Regions from separate parts of the Mus musculus genome. Here all the other regions are linked to region 3. The links are chromatin contacts, called in public ChIA-PET and HiChIP or PLAC-seq maps. All regions are on one chromosome and are shown on one strand. The core of a region is the stretch at or near the end of the contact, and the rest is flanking DNA. Distances in the headings are between cores, read along the strand shown. Region 1 holds the start of Izumo1r (IZUMO1 receptor, JUNO). Region 2 has its middle 18 kb from the start of Izumo1r. Region 3 overlaps Panx1 (pannexin 1).

Region 1 (3,869 bases), core at 107-2,606, 110 kb after region 3:
CCACATCCACAGTCATTTTAAATTTAATGTTCAGTTCCAAAACGCTTACTTGTCAAGACTTGTTGCTCCCTGGGTGTCTATACAGGACAGACGTGAGTACCTGCCTCTGCTGTCCCTGTGGACACCGATACAAAAGAGACCCTCGAAGCAGAAATGCCTTTCCATTTGGCCTCTGGCTTCAGGAAATGAGTCTCAGCTCTGTTGAAGACCAGACATGCAAGTTGGGCTGATAACCATTACTGCTCTGTTCCGGAAAAGCCAACACACCCCCACCCCCAAAGTCTGACTGTGACGTTTAATTTTTTTAAAGATCTGGATAGTTTCTACCCCTCAGTCCTGGGGGCATCCCCCTCACCTGGTTCATAAGCATTAAATATGGAGTCAAACAAGCCTTTCTCAGATTCTAGCTCCATCAACCTCTGTCCGAGCCTCAGTATCCCCTACAAAAGAGAGTGCTCATTTGGGGTATTCTTGCAGGCAGTAAGCCAGACTGTGTACCAGTGCCCTAGCCTCCAGCCCCGTGACTAGTCCTCGTGGATGTTCAGTACTCCATACCCACGCATGGAAACTGCTATTTTCCCTGCACAAAATCAATGTGCTTTGTACATTGACTGGCAGCTGAACACCGTGTGCTGTACTTTGTCTTCCTTGGTGGAAATCACAAGGAATGTTTTTATTTATTTACTACTTTTTGTATGAAATTTCAGTGATTTTTGGCTACTTTTCCTTTGGAGACAGAACATAAAAGACAAGCAAAGTTATGGGCATCACCTCCAATGGGACCTTTGGAGCAGCGATCAGACCAGGCACAGGGTGCAAATGCAGGCTGCCCCTGGTGGCCCTGAGGGGCGGCTTTTGTTTCAGCTTTGATTGTTGCTTAAATTCTTGGCTGGCCAAGCTGCCTGTCTGTGCACCTGCGTGCTGCTAAGCTAGACCCGGATGCTGTGGGAGGATTCTGTTACTCAGAGGCCCCAGGGGTCTGAGCAGAGGAAGGGACCCGAGGAAGCTTCTGAGAACAAAAGATGAAGGACTGTTAAGACATCCCTGGGCTGTGAACTTTTCATGATCCCTCTCACCCCACCCCCACCCCCCACCCCGCCGGACAGATTCTGCCAACAGCTCTCATTACAGAGCAACAGACTGATAGAATCTAAGTTATTTCCAAGTTCTCACAGGTTAGAAGCAGTGCTGAGAGTTGAACTTGCCACCCACTTCAGGGATCTCTGGTACCACAAGGTCTTGTTTCTCTCTCTCTCTTGGAGGCAGGCTACTCAGGTCTAGCTACTGGCGGCTCTCCACACCTGTAGCTCATAGAAGCTGAAGGCTGATAAAAGGGCAGTGGGTGGAGCGCCCTCAGCCCGCTCACCTCTTTGGCATCAGGAGGAGCAACAGGAGGGCCCTGCCTTGAAGGTACATCTGAAGACAATGCTGAGGGGGCTGGTGTCTTTCCTCTCTTCATCTTACCTTCCCGGTCTTTCAGAATAGTTGTTCTTTGTGCAAACTTGGAGCTGGCTCTGTGGAAGAACAGTCTTGGGTTTGGAGTTCAGGATGGGTTCTGCAGAAGAGTCTGGGTCTCTAAGTCACATCTCAGACATCCTGAGGTAGACTACTACTCCGGCTAAACTGCTGATGTGTAGGGCAGGCTCCCAGCAAGCCTAGGTGACGTAAGACCCATGAAGTCCTGGCAGTGAGGACTGACTGGAGCCCTCCTGAAGCCGGGTTTGCCCTTGTTCTAGCAGAGGGGCGATCTCTCTGTCCAGCCTCTCCACCACCGCCCCCCATTGCCAGTACAACCCAGAAGAGAACTGGAAATGTATCAGCAAACACCAAGGTACAAGCCAGCCTTCGTGTTCCTGTGCTAGGATGAGGGCTTAAAGGTGGAAGTCTCCTCAGCCCCTAGCCCTGAGAGGCCAGCAGGGGTCTTAGGCTGTCTGTTACAGCCTGACACATAGGGTGTCTCTGAGATAGACTGGGGTTGGTTGAAATGAGCTAAGGAAAGCTCATTGGTTGAAGGGTCAGGGTGGGGATGAACTACTCTGAGGAGCTGGTGTGGACCCTTCCTAGGGAATAGAACTAGGGTTGGCATGTGATGGATAAAGCTGGCTTTGACATCCCACCCCACCATGTTCTTTTGCCATAAGGAGAATCTGTTTACTGGGAATTGGTTACTTGGCCAAGAGGCTGGCTGTGGGCTGGGATTAAAGCTCTAAACTTCGAATCCATATTATTACCAAACTAGCAAACTGTATCTAAGTGAGCAGCTTAGATCCATTCCTTGCCTGGCCTCCTCTTCAGAGCTGCTGTTTGTTTGTTTGTTTGTTTTTCTTTTTCTTCTCTTTTCCCCTGTTGGTCAGTTTGCTTTCTACATTCCTGCAATGGTTTGTAATGAGTGCCAGATCCAAGTCTTACTCTACATTCTGTGATGCTGCTCTACACAGAAGGTTCTAGGAGCAGCCAGAATATTTCAGCAACCTAAGGAAGCCTTGGAGCCCCTCCTCCCTCTTCAGTGCCTGGTGGTTGGCAGGAGTGGGGTGGGTGTTACCTTCCTGGTCTTTCAGAAGACTAGGTTCTCTTTACCATGGGCTTCTCTCTGTGGCAGGTCATGGCACAGTGGTGGCAGATCCTCTTGGGGTTGTGGGCAGTCCTACCCACCTTGGCAGGGGACAAACTGCTCAGCGTCTGCATGAATTCCAAGCGCCACAAGCAAGAACCTGGCCCAGAAGACGAACTCTACCAGGAGGTACAGAGCAGCGCTGGCCCAGGGGCTAGGGCAGCTTCTTAGGATTATTTGAGAAGAAATACAGACCAGGTGGTCTCTGTACCCCACCACCCCTAATCATTTAGATCCTTAATTTGGGGTCCATCTAGGGCTTTGCCACTAAGCTGTTCTGGCCGCTTGGGAAACAGGTCATGTGGTGATCCCAGAGGCTATGCTAGCTAACCGTGGGTCAGAGCAAGCCTCCCTGCCAACATGCGCTGGCGAGACAGACCTTAATTTGTCTCCTTGTCAGTTTCCTAAAGGCTGTGGGAGGAGGAACATTCCAACGAGAAGCTCCTCCCACCCGTGATAACCACCCAGGTTCCTGAATCTTTCTATTTGCTTTCCTGGATTTATTGCCCCACCCCCACCCCCTGGAGCAGACACCTGGAAGCTATACTTTGTGGCAAGAAGGCAGAGGGGAGGGAGGTCAATGGTCAGGTGCGCCTCATTCTTCAGATACTAGAGTTCCTCCTCTAGAGAGGTGCTCATATCCCCTCTCCTGACGCCCTTCTGCCCCCACCTCAGTGCAGGCCTTGGGAGGACAATGCCTGCTGCACACGTTCCACAAGTTGGGAAGCCCACCTTGAGGAGCCCTTGCTCTTTAACTTCAGCATGATGCACTGTGGACTGCTGACCCCGGCCTGTCGCAAGCACTTCATCCAGGCCATCTGCTTCCATGAGTGTTCCCCCAACCTGGGGCCTTGGATCCAGCCGGTGAGGACATAGGAGACAGGAGGCAGACTCATGCAACACCCTTCCATTCAATCCTAGGCTGGCATCTACAGGAGGCAAGTAGGAACAGGAGATGCTGCCCCTCTAGGGATAAGAGCAGAGCCAGAGGTCTCTGCTGGAGACAGGGATGAAAAGGAAGCTAAAATGCCTCTGTCCCTGCATGATAACATGACAGACACTGTCTGATGAGGGCCAGTAGGATAAGGCAGGGTGGAATGAGATGAATCTGAGTGTGAATTCTATCTCCTGTACTTACTAACTGTAAGGCCTGGGACCAATGAGCTGCTCTGCCTCACGGTTCTCATTTATCCAATAATTGATGATGATGATGATGATGCCGATGATGATGCCTAGGGCTGAGAGATAGCTTAGTCAG
Region 2 (3,804 bases), core at 501-3,000, 97 kb after region 3:
AAAAGAAATAGAAAAGAAAAATTCTACTAGGATTGAATCTCTTAGTCTTGGGGTCTTCAGAATGGAGAGAAGATTTAAGGAAGCTTCTTACAAAAGGAAGGGGGCTGGAGGGGAAGAAGGAGAGAGGCCAGAAGGGGGCTGGAGGGGAAGAAGGAGAGAGCCCAGAAGGGGGCTGGAGGGGAAGAAGGAGAGAGCCCAGAAGGGGGCTGGAGGGGAAGAAGGAGAGAGCCCAGAAGGGGGCTGGAGGGGAAGAAGGAGAGAGCCCAGAGGGGGGCTAGAGGGGAAGAAGGAGAGAGCCCAGAAGGGGGCTGGAGGGGAAGGAGAGAGCCCAGAAGGGGGCTGGAGGGGAAGAAGGAGAGAGCCCAGAAGGGGGCTGGAGGGGAAGAAGGAGAGAGCCCAGAAGGGGGCTGGAGGGGAAGAAGGAGAGAGCCCAGAAGGAGGCTGGAGGGGAAGGAGGAGAGAGGCCAGAAGGAGGCTGGAGGGGAAGGAGAGAGCCCAGAAGGGGGCTGGAGGGGAAGAAGGAGAGAGGCCAAAAGGAGGCTGGAGGGGAAGAAGGAGAGAGGCCAGAAGGAGGCTGGAGGGGAAGGAGAGAGCCCAGAAGGGGGCTGGAGGGGAAGAAGGAGAGAGCCCAGAAGGGGGCTGGAGGGGAAGAAGGAGAGAGCCCAGAAGGGGGCTGGAGGGGAAGGAGAGAGCCCAGAAGGAGGCTGGAGGGGAAGAAGGAGAGAGGCCAGAAGGGGGCTGGAGGGGAAGGAGAGAGCCCAGAAGGAGGCTGGAGGGGAAGAAGGAGAGAGGCCAGCAACTATTTCCTTAAGCATTTGCTTCATTGAAGCCTTGAACAAAGCCTTCAGCCATTTTATTTGGCAACTAAGGCAGCACCCTGCAGAGTTTTGGTTCCTTGAGTGTGACTCCAAAACTAAAGTAGGCAGTTGAGCTCAAGCAGTGCTGCAGAGGAAGAATGACTGTGGGAGCCTCTGTCCAGAGCACATATATGGTAATGAGCTCAGTAAACATTGAGGGAAATCTTTCTCCAGCTAGAATCCTAGTTTGAGTTCAGACAAGCCCTGTCACTTTCTCCTCTTTATTTTCTCTCCCTTGACTCCCTAGCTCTACAGAGCAACAGTTTCAGCCAACAGTCTCCTGCCCCTCTGGGTGCAAATGATTTCATGCTGGGCCACTTAGACAGAAACTTAACTGGAGTTTTCAGTCCTCTCACCAATGATGGCCTGCACTCCGGATTCCACAGACAATTGTACTACCAGGGAGAGAAAGAAAGTCAAAGAAAGTTTACCTATTAGCAAGCCTTTGAATACAAATGGCAGAAATCCAGCTTGGAATACATTGTAGGGAAAAAACCAACAACAACAACAACAACAAAAAACAAAACAAAACGACAACAAAACCACTGGAAGTACTGGATGTCCTGTGAAAGGGCTGGGAGATCTGAGGTGCTGCTAGGTGTTGAGAGGTGACACTGAGGAGCCAAGTTGTCAGACTCACTTTCCCTGTCCCATACCAGAGGAGGTCATTTTTCTCATTGCATTCTCCCTCCTGCATATTTTCTTTTGATACTTGGCAGACACAAACGCAGTTTTACAAAAGATAATGTCAGCCAGGCAGTCAATGACAGGCAGTGACAGTTACTGTCAGTCAGCATCAGCTGGTATCAGTAGGCAGTCGGTGTTAGTCAGTGTCAGTCAGGCAGTGTTAGTCACTGTCAGTCTTAGTAGTCAGTGTCAGTCAGTATCAGTTAGTATCGGTAGGCAGTCAGTGTTAGTCACTTACTGTCAGTCACTCAGTTAGGCAGGCAGGCAGGCAAGCAGTCTTAGTCAATTACAGTCAGTCAGTGTCAGTCAGACGATCCGTGTCAGTAAGTCAGTGTTGATAGTCAGTGTCAGGCAGTGTCAGTCAGGCAGTGCCACCCATTGTCAGCAAGTCAAGTACCATGCAGTACTGGGTAATGTCAAACAGTGCCATCAGTTTGTGATGCTATAGTAATGTCAGAGCCTGGTTGTCTGCAGCTACAGACAACCATTTCTTATAGTTTGGAGCAGAAAGAAGGATCTGATGAAGATGTGGCATAGTCAGATTTGGGTGAGGGCTTTACCAAGAGTTTACCAATGGCCATCTTCTCACTGCATCTGGCAGAATCAACACTCATGTTTCTTCTCAGAAGGGCACAGGTTCTGTTCCTGAGGATGCTGCCTCCATGACAAGCTCTATCTCTAAGCAGCATCAGTGGGGAGTCAGGCTTGGCTGACTGCGTTTTAGGAGCACTATTAAAATACCGGACTATTTTTTCAAACACTTAAGAAAGTATCCTTTGGGAGGAGGTGACTAAGGGAGGCAGACTATGTTGTCCTGTGACAAGGTAACAATTGGATCAGAGTCTGAGGAGCAGAGCTGTCGAATCTGTATCTTAACAAGAGCTCCCCACATGCAAGAGAAACTCTGTAGGCAAGGTGCCCCATTTCCTGCGAGCTGACTTTTATGGTGGCAGAATTTTAAATGGATTGATGTGTCATACAAGCAATTAAAGAATCAAAGAATAGAAAGCTACATAGATTTACAGAGAAGCAGGTAAGGAAAAGTTTAGTTCTGAAGAATAAACAAAGTATATGACTTATTTACAAAGTAGCAACAAAAAGATTACAGTAAGAGTTATATCTTATCTTAGTCACTGTTCTGCTGCTCTGAAGAAACACTATGACCACAGCATCTCTTTTAAAAGGGACCATTTAATTAAGGCATGCTTAAAGTTTAGTCTATTATTATCATGGTAGGACACAAGCAGCTGGAGAAGTAGCTGAGAGTTCCACATCTGAACCCAGAAGTAGCAGGAAGAGAGACCCTGGGCATGGCTTGGGCCCTTGAAAACCACAAAGCCCACTTCCAGTGACACACTTCCTCCAACAAGACTACATCTACTCCAACAAGGAGTCCTTCTCAAGGAATGCCACTCCCTGGTAACTAAGCATTTAAATATATGAGTTTATGGGGGCCAATCTTATTCCACCGCCACATATATGATTTATTACATGCCGGGTGCTTTTTGGAGTAGCTTTCATACACTAAAACACTAAATGGTTTATAAAATCCTTCCATAGACTTCAAGGACCTTCCCATGAACCCAATGTGATGAATGTAATCACAGACTCCAGATTCTTAAGGAATTTGAAGAAAGGGCATTATGAAAAGTGTCAGAGTAGGTCACACCCAGGATCTATTATTGCTCTGAAACAAGCCTTAGGCTTGTAAGCATGTTCACAATACACCATTTGGAAATGTGGACATCCAATTTTAAGCACATCTAACAACAAAGGGGATGCTCCATGAGAAACTGCTAGTGTTGGCCTCTTACCATTTCGTGTTCCTTCCTCCAGCTTAATGATGACTCCTGTTCCTAAGTGTCCTGCTTGCTAGTCATGGCAACATTGTTATCTATGAATTACGCTTATTCACTTTGACCTTTGAAGCAGGTCCCTGATGATTGTTTTGTTGTCTGATTTTTTCCTTTGTTTTAGCTCACTTTAATTCTTTCTGGGCTGAGGCCTCTTGGGAAGTATTTGACAGCGGGAATTATAGTACTGGTAGCCTCCTGGGGTAAAGAGTAGAGAAACAGGTAAGCAGCAGACACAACAAAAGCTGCAAAGTAAGAGGCTAAGGGGGAAGCTCCAGGAGGAAATAGAAGCCTGGGTGATTTCTGGGAATCTCAGGAGTTGTGAGAGCTCCAAGGCTGTTAGCTCCAGCCCATTCTCACAAAGACCAAAGATGGGGCTGAGGAGACAGCACAGCTGTTAGGCCTGC
Region 3 (3,966 bases), core at 84-2,583:
GGGACATCGTCTAGAGCATCACCCGTGTGCTTTCTTTGGCTCTTTATGCAGGGTGTTTGGCATTTATACACATATGACATACCACAAATGAGGAAAATCCAGAGAAAACTCACAACAGAAACATGTCCGTAGGAGGTCTTGATCAGACCCATCACTACTACCAGTGGGCTCGAGGAACTGAGATACATGGAGGTTGTCTCAGGGAGCTGGAGGAATCAGGTTTCCTAGCTGCAGACAGCGACATGGAGTTCCTTTTAGCTGATGTTGATCGAGGGCCCTCATGCTCTGCTTGGCAGCAGTGGGCCACAGAATGCGTCTCAGATTCTCAGATTCTCCCTGGTGGTGAACTGAATTAGAAAGAGAGACAGAAAAGATAAAGCATGGTTTTCCCAGAAACCCAGGGACAGAGCCGTGAGTTCTCCTGTCCCTCAGCTGTTCTCCGAGTGGAGCCCAACTCACTGGATCTGTTATTCCTCAGTGCTCCCGCTGCAGGGCTTTAGTGAAGCGACAGCCAGGTGGTTGTGGGTGAAGAGTGAGTGTATAGAAGTAGTGATTGGTAAAACAGAAACAAAAAACCTGGCTCTGTTCTTCTCAGAAAATGTGCCTTCCTTACACACAGCTGGGTGGACAGGAGGGAAGGGTGTGACCAGGAAGACTGTGTCCCGTGAGTCACGAGAACGAGGTGGCTGAGAGGCTGGAGACCACATGGAGATGCTGAGCTAACAACCCAGCAGGACTGCCTAGGGCAGCACTTCTCAACCTGTGGGGGAGTCGCATAGCAGATATTTACATTATGATTCATAACAGTAGCCACATAACAGTTATGCAGTAGGAACAAAATAATTTTATGGTTGGAGGTCACCATGGCATGAGGAACTGTAAAACTGGTCGCAGCATCAGGAAGGTTGAGAACCACTGGCCTTGGGAGTGTGGGGTGAGGCACTTCCCGGAGATGCTTCGTCCTGTTGGGAAGCAGGGTGGCCACGGCACAGTGGAATGGAAGCAGGGTTATGGAGAGTAGGATCTGTGACTGCCAAACAGGCATATGGCAAATGCTGGACCAGTGGGAGCCGCTGCGTGGGCCTGGCAGTATGCTTGGTTCTAAGAGTCTGTCCTCAGAGCCAAGTCGTGGTGGTGGTTAGTGGTGAGAGGAGAGGCAGGGGAAGCCTCGCCAGTTACAGAGGTGGGTTCTGGTCGGCAGGAGGGGAGCAGGGAGAGCCTAGTGTGTCAGAGAGGAGAGGCGTGGAGACCACCAGTCAGGCTCAGGGAAGGCTCTGGTCAGGACAGAAGCGGAAGGATGTGGGCGCTTCTGAGAAGGGAACGTGCCGACAGCACACAGGGCTTGATACCACACAGCCAATCACAAGGTGACACCAAGAGATCTTGAAAGCCACACAGTCACTGTTAAAGCTACCCCAGGAAGACAGGCACTGTGTTTATGCTTATGTGTTGTGGTAGCAGCTGACCAACCACTGGGGTAGCATGCCAGGTGTCTGGGGCGCTGACATAAGCCACTTCTCCTATAAATTAAATTTGTCCAAGTATTTTATCACAGCAACAGAAATGAAACTAAACTAGACATGGAATTGCAGGTCTGAGTAGAAATCCCCACAATGGCACACTGGTGTGCAGGCTCACACTGTCTGAGGAACAGCAGTCTAGTCTGGTGGCGCCCACTCGGGGCACCTGTCAGGGTGATGTGTGGAAGCTGTGAGACCGAGGGTGTAGAAGGGATGGTGTCTCTTTAGTTCCTTTCTGTCCCTGTGATAAGATACTGAGGAAAAGCAACATGGAGAGGAAAGGGTTCATGTGGTTCATGTGCAGGTCGTAATCCACCACTGAAGGAAATGAGGGCAGAGACCAGGAACATTGCTTGCTGGCTCACACTCAGGCTCACACTCTGGCTCACACTCTGGCTTGCACTCAGGCCCACACTCTGGCTCACACTCTGGCTTGCACTCAGGCCCACACTCTGGCTCACACTCAGGCTCACACTCAGGCCCACACTCTGGCTCACACTCAGGCTCGCACTCAGGCTTGCACTTAGGCTCACACTCAGGCTCTCACTCAGGCTCACACTCAGGCCCACACTCAGGCTCGCACTCAGGCTTGCACTTAGGCTCACACTCAGGCTCTCACTCAGACTCGCACTCTGGCTCGCACTCATGCTCGCACTCAGGCTCTCACTCTGGCTCGCACTTAGGCTCTCACTGAGGCTCGCACTCGGGCTCGCACTCAGGCTCACATTCTGGCTCACACTCTGGTTCACACTCAGGCTCATACTTACCTAGCTTTCTTACACAGCTCAGCACCAGCTGCCCAGGGAGTGGTGCTGCCTGCAATAGGCTACTTCCTCCTATCAGTTAGTAATAGTGACAGCCCCTGCCCCTGAGACACACCTCCAGGCCACTCTAAGTGAATTCATCCGAGGCTCCCCACCAGGTGACTATAGGCTGTGTCAAGCTGACAGTCAAAGCTACTGAGGACAGACTCTGGGGAGCAGTGGCACTGAGAGGCAGGAGTAAAGGGCAGATTATCCTGTACATATAAGCTTGTCAGTACAGTAGGGTGAGCCAGATGCTTCCAGGGCTATTCTGGGGCAGAGACCAAGATGAAGGACATGGGTGTGGTGGCAGGGGTTGAATTTTGTCACCCAAGATTATGTTGCCATCTTAACCCTGTATACTGAGAGTATGACTTGAGTTGAACAGTTTGTTAGAGATTCAGTCGTGAGTTATGAGGACCAACCCTGGAGCTGATGGTGTCCTCTTACGAGGAGAAAAATTGCACATAGACACACGTCAAGGGGAGAGAATGTGGGGACACTTGTGGGGGAGGTGGCCTCCCCAGGGCCTTCGGAGGGAGTTCTGTAGGACTGGCCTACAGAACAGTCAGAGAAAAGACTCATTGTCCACGGCCTTGCAGTGTGTGGGATTTGATTGTGAGAGTCCCGGAAATGAGCAGGGCTTACAGTCAAGATGGCTCACTGTTTAAGAGCAGGCTCTGGTCTGCAGAGGACCTTGGTCTCTGAGGCTCTTAGTTTTAGCATCCACCCCTGCCTGTACCTCCTGTTCCAGGGGATCCGACCCCCACACATACCTAATACACACACTCTCACACACATAGACATAATTAAAAATTAGGTAAATCTAAAATATATACTTTTCCAAGATTGTTCCCTAACTAGAGAAGTAGCCCATGCCAACTGGACATAAAGCTGTGGCTTTGGAGTTGGGCACAAATCAGTAATCATAGCTGCTATATTCCCACACGGAATGTTTTTCAGTTTTTTGCCTTGTAAAAATAAAATATAGAAATATGTTTAATCTAAAACTTAAAAAAACAGTAAACATATGTTATAGTGGTACAATTTACATGTTAAATAACAATGCAATAGGATGATCTTATATAGCTTTAAATAGAAGAAATGGGAGAATTTTCAGATTACAAAACCCCTTTCCTCAGAACAGTCTTTTTAAGTCACTTTTTTGAGTGACTAATCGTGCTTAATTCCTGTTGTTCAGCTTACAGTCCTCTGCATATCCATCCACTGAGCTCCGACCTCCCAGACAAAGCTCAGTGTCCACTAAACTCCCATTCCTCAGCTCTTGGCAGCCGCCTAGCTTGTGTGTCCACCAGGCATGGCTCTCAAGGGACTAGGGGTTCAGGGTGTGTGTAAGCATGTCTCAATTCAGTGCCAGCTAAACTCCAGAGACATTCTTCAGGGTAATGTTCAAGTGTCTGTCACCATGGACTGGCATTGTCAATTCTCCCTGTTGACTAGGCTGACCTTCTCTTATCCCTTCCTCTGGACTCCTACCCCTGCTTTTTTCACAGCTGATGGCTACCCCTGGCACTAAGAGCAGGTATTTTTTGCTGGGCAAGTGAGTGCATCCAGGATACCAGCAGAGGGCGCTCTAAGACTGCTTGAACTCTGTTCTCTAGTCTCGTTCAGCTCATCATGGA

Evidence for each region. ChIA-PET counts read pairs in DNA pulled down with a chosen protein or histone mark. HiChIP or PLAC-seq counts read pairs in DNA pulled down with a chosen protein or histone mark.
Region 1: a contact with region 3 is called in an RNA polymerase II ChIA-PET map of memory CD8 T cells, with 1,584 read pairs. The contact joins the promoter of Izumo1r here to the enhancer-like site in region 3. A contact is called at or near these places in 17 of 39 promoter capture datasets (the 3T3-L1 cell line, 3T3-L1-derived adipocytes, the C10 cell line and 10 more), 3 of 15 datasets of contacts at CTCF or cohesin (embryonic stem cells and large pre-B cells), 27 of 484 Hi-C or Micro-C datasets (B cells, CD4 T cells, CD8 T cells and 10 more), 16 of 115 datasets of contacts at active chromatin or transcription factors (CD8 T cells, the HPC-7 cell line, the SCID.adh cell line and 7 more) and 4 of 9 other capture datasets (adipose tissue, embryonic stem cells, liver and 1 more).
Region 2: a contact with region 3 is called in a BATF HiChIP or PLAC-seq map of CD8 T cells, with 13 read pairs. The contact joins two enhancer-like sites. A contact is called at or near these places in 9 of 484 Hi-C or Micro-C datasets (CD4 T cells, CD4 single positive thymocytes, the HPC-7 cell line and 6 more), 8 of 115 datasets of contacts at active chromatin or transcription factors (CD8 T cells, Th17 cells, double positive thymocytes and 3 more) and 3 of 9 other capture datasets (adipose tissue, embryonic stem cells and liver).

What each region holds. Positions count from the first base shown.
Region 1 is chr9:14,901,254-14,905,122 of GRCm38.p6, reverse strand. It overlaps Izumo1r (IZUMO1 receptor, JUNO), which reads left to right and starts at 1,356. Exons shown (of 5, transcript NM_022888.3): 1 at 1,356-1,410; 2 at 2,600-2,740; 3 at 3,287-3,475. The coding sequence starts at 2,603.
Region 2 is chr9:14,919,452-14,923,255 of GRCm38.p6, reverse strand. No RefSeq gene overlaps it. Among named protein-coding and RNA genes, the nearest start is that of Izumo1r, 18 kb to the right of the region's middle. Within about 2 kb of position 1,750, at least 28 of the 459 cell types and tissues checked have an H3K27ac peak or open chromatin away from gene starts, as enhancers often do. A contact at or near this core is called in CD4 single positive thymocytes, CD8 T cells, Th1 cells and 3 more, where this site is marked.
Region 3 is chr9:15,015,683-15,019,648 of GRCm38.p6, reverse strand. All of the region lies in intron 2 of Panx1 (pannexin 1), which reads left to right. Among named protein-coding and RNA genes, the nearest start is that of Panx1, 28 kb to the left of the region's middle. Within about 2 kb of position 1,333, at least 138 of the 459 cell types and tissues checked have an H3K27ac peak or open chromatin away from gene starts, as enhancers often do. A contact at or near this core is called in B cells, CD4 single positive thymocytes, CD8 T cells and 14 more, where this site is marked.